Linked DNA regions of Xenopus laevis: region 2 is linked to region 1. The links are chromatin contacts, called in public Hi-C maps. All regions are on one chromosome and are shown on one strand. Each heading gives the region's core, a stretch centred on a gene start, on an enhancer-like site or on the middle of the called end of the contact. The rest is flanking DNA. Distances are from core to core; before and after follow the strand shown. Region 1 has its middle 150 kb from the start of arglu1.S. Region 2 holds the start of efnb2.S (ephrin B2 S homeolog).

Region 1 (2,880 bases), core at 108-2,607:
AGCTTTGAATGAAACATATACTGTATCTGTATGACAAACATCATATCACATCTCTCTGTTGATTATCATTTTCATTATGCTGATATCACACCATGCCCAAGGTCCTTCCTCTTCAGACGGGTTGCTCTTTTCTTTCCTTTACATTTAGAGGCTTTAAAAATCTGCATGTGATTGTATCAAGCTGGTACACAAATTGGGTTGCCACCTTTTCTAGAAAAAAATACCACTCTTCCTATATATTAAACTTTTTTCCCTATTAATAACATTGGGCTCAACCATCATTTTTACCGGCCAGGCCGTTAAAATACCGGCCAGGTGACAACCCTATATACAAATATAATTTGTCACCATTTAACACCATGACTAAAGAAACCCATTAATTTCTTTCTGTCCCCTCTTGAGACTGTATAAGCCATCAAATATTTTAATATCTGCAGCCAAGCTGTTTCACTTCTCAGCTTCTACTGCAAGTCTTTGTCAACACATACATGAGCTTACACAGAGCATAGAACATTTTTTCATGGAGGTCCCCCTGTCACTAAACTATTAGGCTTGTTTACTAATGCAAATACAAATATGCATAATTTAGCAATCAGTGACTTGTCAATACACACTCCTTTGCGACTCCCTGGAAGCACCAACGTGCCCCTTCAGATTGCTCTGATCAATAGCATACATGGATTGATAAATAGGAACCCTGGAATTTTTAGAAGCGTAGACCCTTAGCGGGTTGCTTTAGTTGTCCCAACTAACTTACATCAAACGACTTGTTGCAAATTAGTGCACCATTATTGACCCTGTGTGTCAGAAATGATGCCACTGAAGCCCATGAAGGGACAATATTATGCTAATGTGTGTTTATATTATTGTATCACATGGGATACAACTTGTGGGGCACCTTAAATTTCACTAGCAATCTGAGAAAAAAAAATGCTGTATTTTATGGTAAAGAATATGGCACTTTGCATACACTTTTTGCACTGCATCCAAGTGTGGCCCTGATAAGGAGCAATTTATTAATTAATATTATAGAAAGTAAGAGTTGGACAGGAAAGGTTTGAGCAAAGCCATATATTGCAACAGCAGAACTTTAAACCACCTACAAGTATGCTCATAACTGTACAAGGATAACCCCTATGCCTTATTTGCTGAGATACATTACAACTACATGTTACTGAATAAGTAGTATACTAAAGTCACTTTAATGCTACTCTGTACTTTTCAATGCTTATGTTTTTTTTATGAAAATACAGTTAAGGAGCCTGTAACTGACAGTTTAGGGCTGTTATGACTCACAGACTCCTTCCCTGACTCACTAAGGAAGGAACAAACTATACACAACGTCAGTGTGACCCACCCTCTGCCATAGGCTAGGAAGTTGATCACACAATGCAAGCTGGATATGAAGGTGTGCACAATGTGTGGAAATGAGAAGGTATCCTGGGGGTAAATGCCTAATTACTTTCAGTACAATATGCCTAGCTAGTAAATACTATTTCAGGGCACCTTTGTTGAAATTGCTCAGTGTGAGCGTGTGCATACATGCTTCTATTTGCCAAAACTTATTTTTATTTTTAACTTAATCGTACATAAATATTTACTCTTTTACGTTTACCTATAAAATTATTGCTTTCTGCATCTTTAAAACTAAGGTATCCACTTACACATATTGCCTTTATCTAACACAATGCAAACTTTTCTTTCTGCATACGGTTGTTACAAATATATGGATTGTTTACTTGCTGTTCATGGTAACCAGAAGGTGGCAGCATATCACAGGCAATTACATCCCAGAATTTTAATAGAACTTGCTTGCAAATTACTCCCCTAAATCATTTGCATTGCTTACACCTTTGACCCTCTGTAAGGATACCAATGACACTATATTGATGTTAATTTTATTTAATGGAGTCAACAAAGCCTACAAAGACAATGCTTTTGTGTTTGTCCTTTGTCTTTTATGATGTTACTTTCGGCTTTTAAAAACAAAACTGGGAAGCTGGTTCTTAGTAAAACCATCAGGTAAATGTAACTTACGTCTGGAAAAAAAGCAGAACATTTGCAGTAAATATATCCTGTATTTCTAAACCTCTGTTGTTATTATTGATAGACTATTCTGCAGACTTTTACAGAGATTATACATCAAACACATCAGTCCCTGCCCCAGTAGGGTTTATAATCTAAGATCCCTATCACATTCACTATGGCGAATGTTATCAGAAGCCAATTAACCTGCCAGTATGTGTAAGAGGAAACGGAGTACTCAAAAGAAAACCACACAAGCACAGGGAGAACATATCAAATTCCATACACTGTGTTTCAATTCTATATGTAAAAGCACCCATTTGTGTATTTATTGAAGTGCATATGATAAGAATAACATGAAGAGAACAAATGGTGCTACAAATGCCTCTGTATTTAGATACAGGTATCAATATAATATAGTTGCTGTAGTATTTTAGCTGATGGTTATTATTTAGATAATCATATCACCTCTGGAGGGGTGTGTATGTGTGTGTGCAAGATTCATCATTGTACATCATTTAATACAAAGGGGTTCAGTAACTAATTCCCCAGATAAAAGAAAACGCAATTGTCCACTTGCATCTGTTGCATTGCTGCACTCTGCACCGCAGCTTCTTTGCACCACACGCCCATTCCCTAATTTGCACATTTGAATGACAATTAAGTTAGGGGGTAGGTAGAGGGCAGGATGGGGTGAATCTATGTCAGCCCGTCTCTATTCATATTTATCTTTTATATTTGCTTAGATAAAAAAAGGAATTTTAAAGATACAAGAAGTAAATCAATGTTAACACATGAAACTAGTCTGGTAAGTGAGGATGAAAATGAAAGGAAAGAATGCCAATTTTTGTCATG
Region 2 (2,880 bases), core at 153-2,652, 180 kb after region 1:
AGTATACCAATAATTGCTCTATAGCCCCATATAAACAGTTGGATTGTATAATGACACAGTAGTTCCATTAGATTTCCCCCACCTACTATAATATATCCATTACTAGACTATACACAGCTGGACTCTGGGAAGGGCTGGTTTGCTGTGGAAATGTGTATTTGATTTACTCCCACCCCTGTACCTCGGAGAAGGATATAGAATTCATTTAAACTATTTACTTCTGCTCCCCCTGTTCCCAGGGGATCAGTATTTTCTGACCAAATAAATCTCCCAAGATGCTCCCTGGAGGCTGATACAGAGTTCACAATGGTTATTCGGTGTGTTTAGGAGATTTAGAACGTCTGTCCTTCATTAACTGGATATCTCTAAACAGTTACATTTTTAGGGCCCGGGGCCCACGTAGTGTGTGTGTATATGTATGTATATATTTAAATATAATCCTAAATCCACGTTTAACTACTTATTTAAAGTGTTTGTTTACCTTTGAGATAACTTTAGTATGATGTAGAGAGTGATATTCTGAGACAATTTGCAATTTGTTGTAATTTTTTATTATATGTGGTTTTTGAGTTATTTAGCTTTTTATTCAGCAGCTCTTCAATCTGCATTTTAAGCAATCAGGTAACTAGGGTCCAAATGACACTAGCAACCATGCATTGATTTGAATAAGAGACTGGAATATGAATAGGAGAGGCCTGAATAGAAGAACCAGTAATAAAATGAAACAATAACAATACATTTGTAGCCTTACAGAGCATTTGTTTTTTAGAATGTAGTCATCAACGCCCAATTAAAAGCTGCAAAGAGTCAGAAGAAAAAGGCAACTATAAAAAAATAACTAATGAAAACCAATTGAAAAGTTGCTCAGAATTGCCCGTTCTATGACATAATAAAAGTTACTTTAAAGGTAAACCACCCCTTAAATGGCTAGCAGGTTTAAAATTAAACATTGTTCCTAGTTAAAACCATGTATCTAACTTAAGATAGAATTTATTGTTTGTAAAACATATCTTGTTTCAGTTACAGAATTGGTTACTTTAGATGAATTATATCATTAGAAATGTGTTTATACATAGGTTTGGTTTGATAGTTCCTAGAAACAGAGTGGAGATTGTCTATGTGGGTGCAGGTAGGAGCTGCGAGTGTCACAGGGTCACCTAATGAATATTAATAGCCGCCGATGAGTTCATGTTTTATAGTATGGGAGGTGTGTACCTGTCACACACAATACGATGCCAAGGAGCAGACGCGTTCTGTCTTAACCATCGATTGACGTGAAGCGCCGCCAATCCGCTCCGCTCTTGAGCATCTCAGCCAATGAGCGGGACGGGCGGGAGTGGGCGGGATGAGTTTATAAGGCGAAAGCGCTGCGCTGAGAGAGATGACTTGGGTTCAGTGAGAAGCAGTGCGAGGATTTGGAGCTGAGTTCATTATTCGTGTGCCCGGAGCAGCACTGCCGTTGGCAGACAAACAGGGATCCGCAGCTGCTTTTATCTGCGGGCACCTATAGGATACACACAGGGACTGCCTGGAGCTGGATTAATACAGCGCACGTTGCGGGCTCTTCGGATCTCAGACACAGAGAGCAGCAAGGGTTGCCGGATGACGGATCCCCTTGATACCAGTGTGGCCCCTTTTGGTAGCTCAGGATACAGTGCGTGTGAGCACGAGTTTGCCGTTTGGAGTTGATTTGTTGGCACAGCCAGGGGTTACTCCTGCCTCAGTCACAGCCACTCAGGGAGTTGGATTTCCCCCGCCGGTTGGACTCTCTTTGCTGTCAGGGGGTCGCTGGCTTTGACTGGAGCCGAAACGTTGCGTTTGTTCAGTGATAGTTTCTTAGGGCGGCCAGATGATGGCACTGAGCGGGGACTCGGTGTGGAAGTACAGCCTGGCAGTTTGGATTCTCTTGCTCAGGACTGCGATCTCCTGGTCCACAGTGCTGGATCCTATTTACTGGAACTCGTCCAACGCCAGGTAAGTGCCTGTCTCTATTTGACTCTGTGTGTCAGACTGTGGGCCCGATTTATACACACAATATAAACGACTCTCTCGCCCTGTGGCCCGTGTCATGTGGACAAGTGCTTTATATAATGGCTCTGCCCCGTGGCCTTACAGCGACAGTAGTGGGAAACTAAAACCCCGTCCCACGGAGCTCCTGTCTGAAGTTCACCGGCAGCTGGAGGGCCGTAGTCTGCATTTTGGATATCGTTGTCCTAAAACGATCCCCTTGGGAGGGGTGACTGTAGAGCGCTTTATTGCCCACCGATCCCGCTGTTAGATCCCCCCTCTCCTGTGAGACTTATAGGCGCCCCGGGAACACAGCCGTGACGTGTCAGGGTCACCCCGGTACAAGGTGCTCCTATTATCATGTGGGTGCTATGAATTATCACTACAGTCAGCTACTGAATAAACGAGCCGGTTGGGCTGATATTGCCACCAGGCTGGCAGGATCGCTGCTGATCTCTGAATCCCAGTATTTATCGGAAATTAGCTTTCAGTCCTGAAGGATCATTTATGTTCCCTAAATACTCGCATGGAGCTACCAACTAGTTTGTGATTTCCAAGAGGCAGGTTGGCATCTGCTTTTCTTTTAAACGGAGCCCTTTGTTGCAGTTGTTTGTGTTTCTCTCTTATCGCTGGGTTGGTGCTAAATATAAATAAATGCGTCTCCGTGGCAGCCTTATTATATATTCCTGCCCTTCTTATCGTGCCGATCTCTGCGTTACTGTAGCCCCCGCGCTATAGAATTGACTGTGACAGCGAGCGCAATATACGAATAATTGCGCCTGTGTCTCTTTGGGATTGTTAGCAGTGCGCGGGCAGAGTGTAAAGAGGCGCTGCTGCCTCAGACTATGCCGTCTCAGTATTGGCAGAGCAGGT

Evidence for each region. A called contact is a pair of places that touch in the nucleus more often than the background predicts.
Region 2: a contact with region 1 is called in a Hi-C map of the XL177 cell line, with 4 times the contacts expected there. The contact joins the promoter of efnb2.S here to the enhancer-like site in region 1. A contact is called at or near these places in 2 of 4 Hi-C or Micro-C datasets (the XL177 cell line and the XTC cell line).

Annotation. Positions count from the first base shown.
Region 1 is chr2S:108,980,149-108,983,028 of Xenopus_laevis_v10.1, forward strand. No RefSeq gene overlaps it. Among protein-coding and RNA genes, the nearest start is that of arglu1.S, 150 kb to the right of the region's middle. Within about 2 kb of position 1,358, at least 2 of the 7 cell types and tissues checked have an H3K27ac peak or open chromatin away from gene starts, as enhancers often do.
Region 2 is chr2S:109,163,035-109,165,914 of Xenopus_laevis_v10.1, forward strand. efnb2.S (ephrin B2 S homeolog) reads left to right here and starts at 1,403. Exons shown (of 5, transcript NM_001122597.1): 1 at 1,403-1,974. The coding sequence starts at 1,853.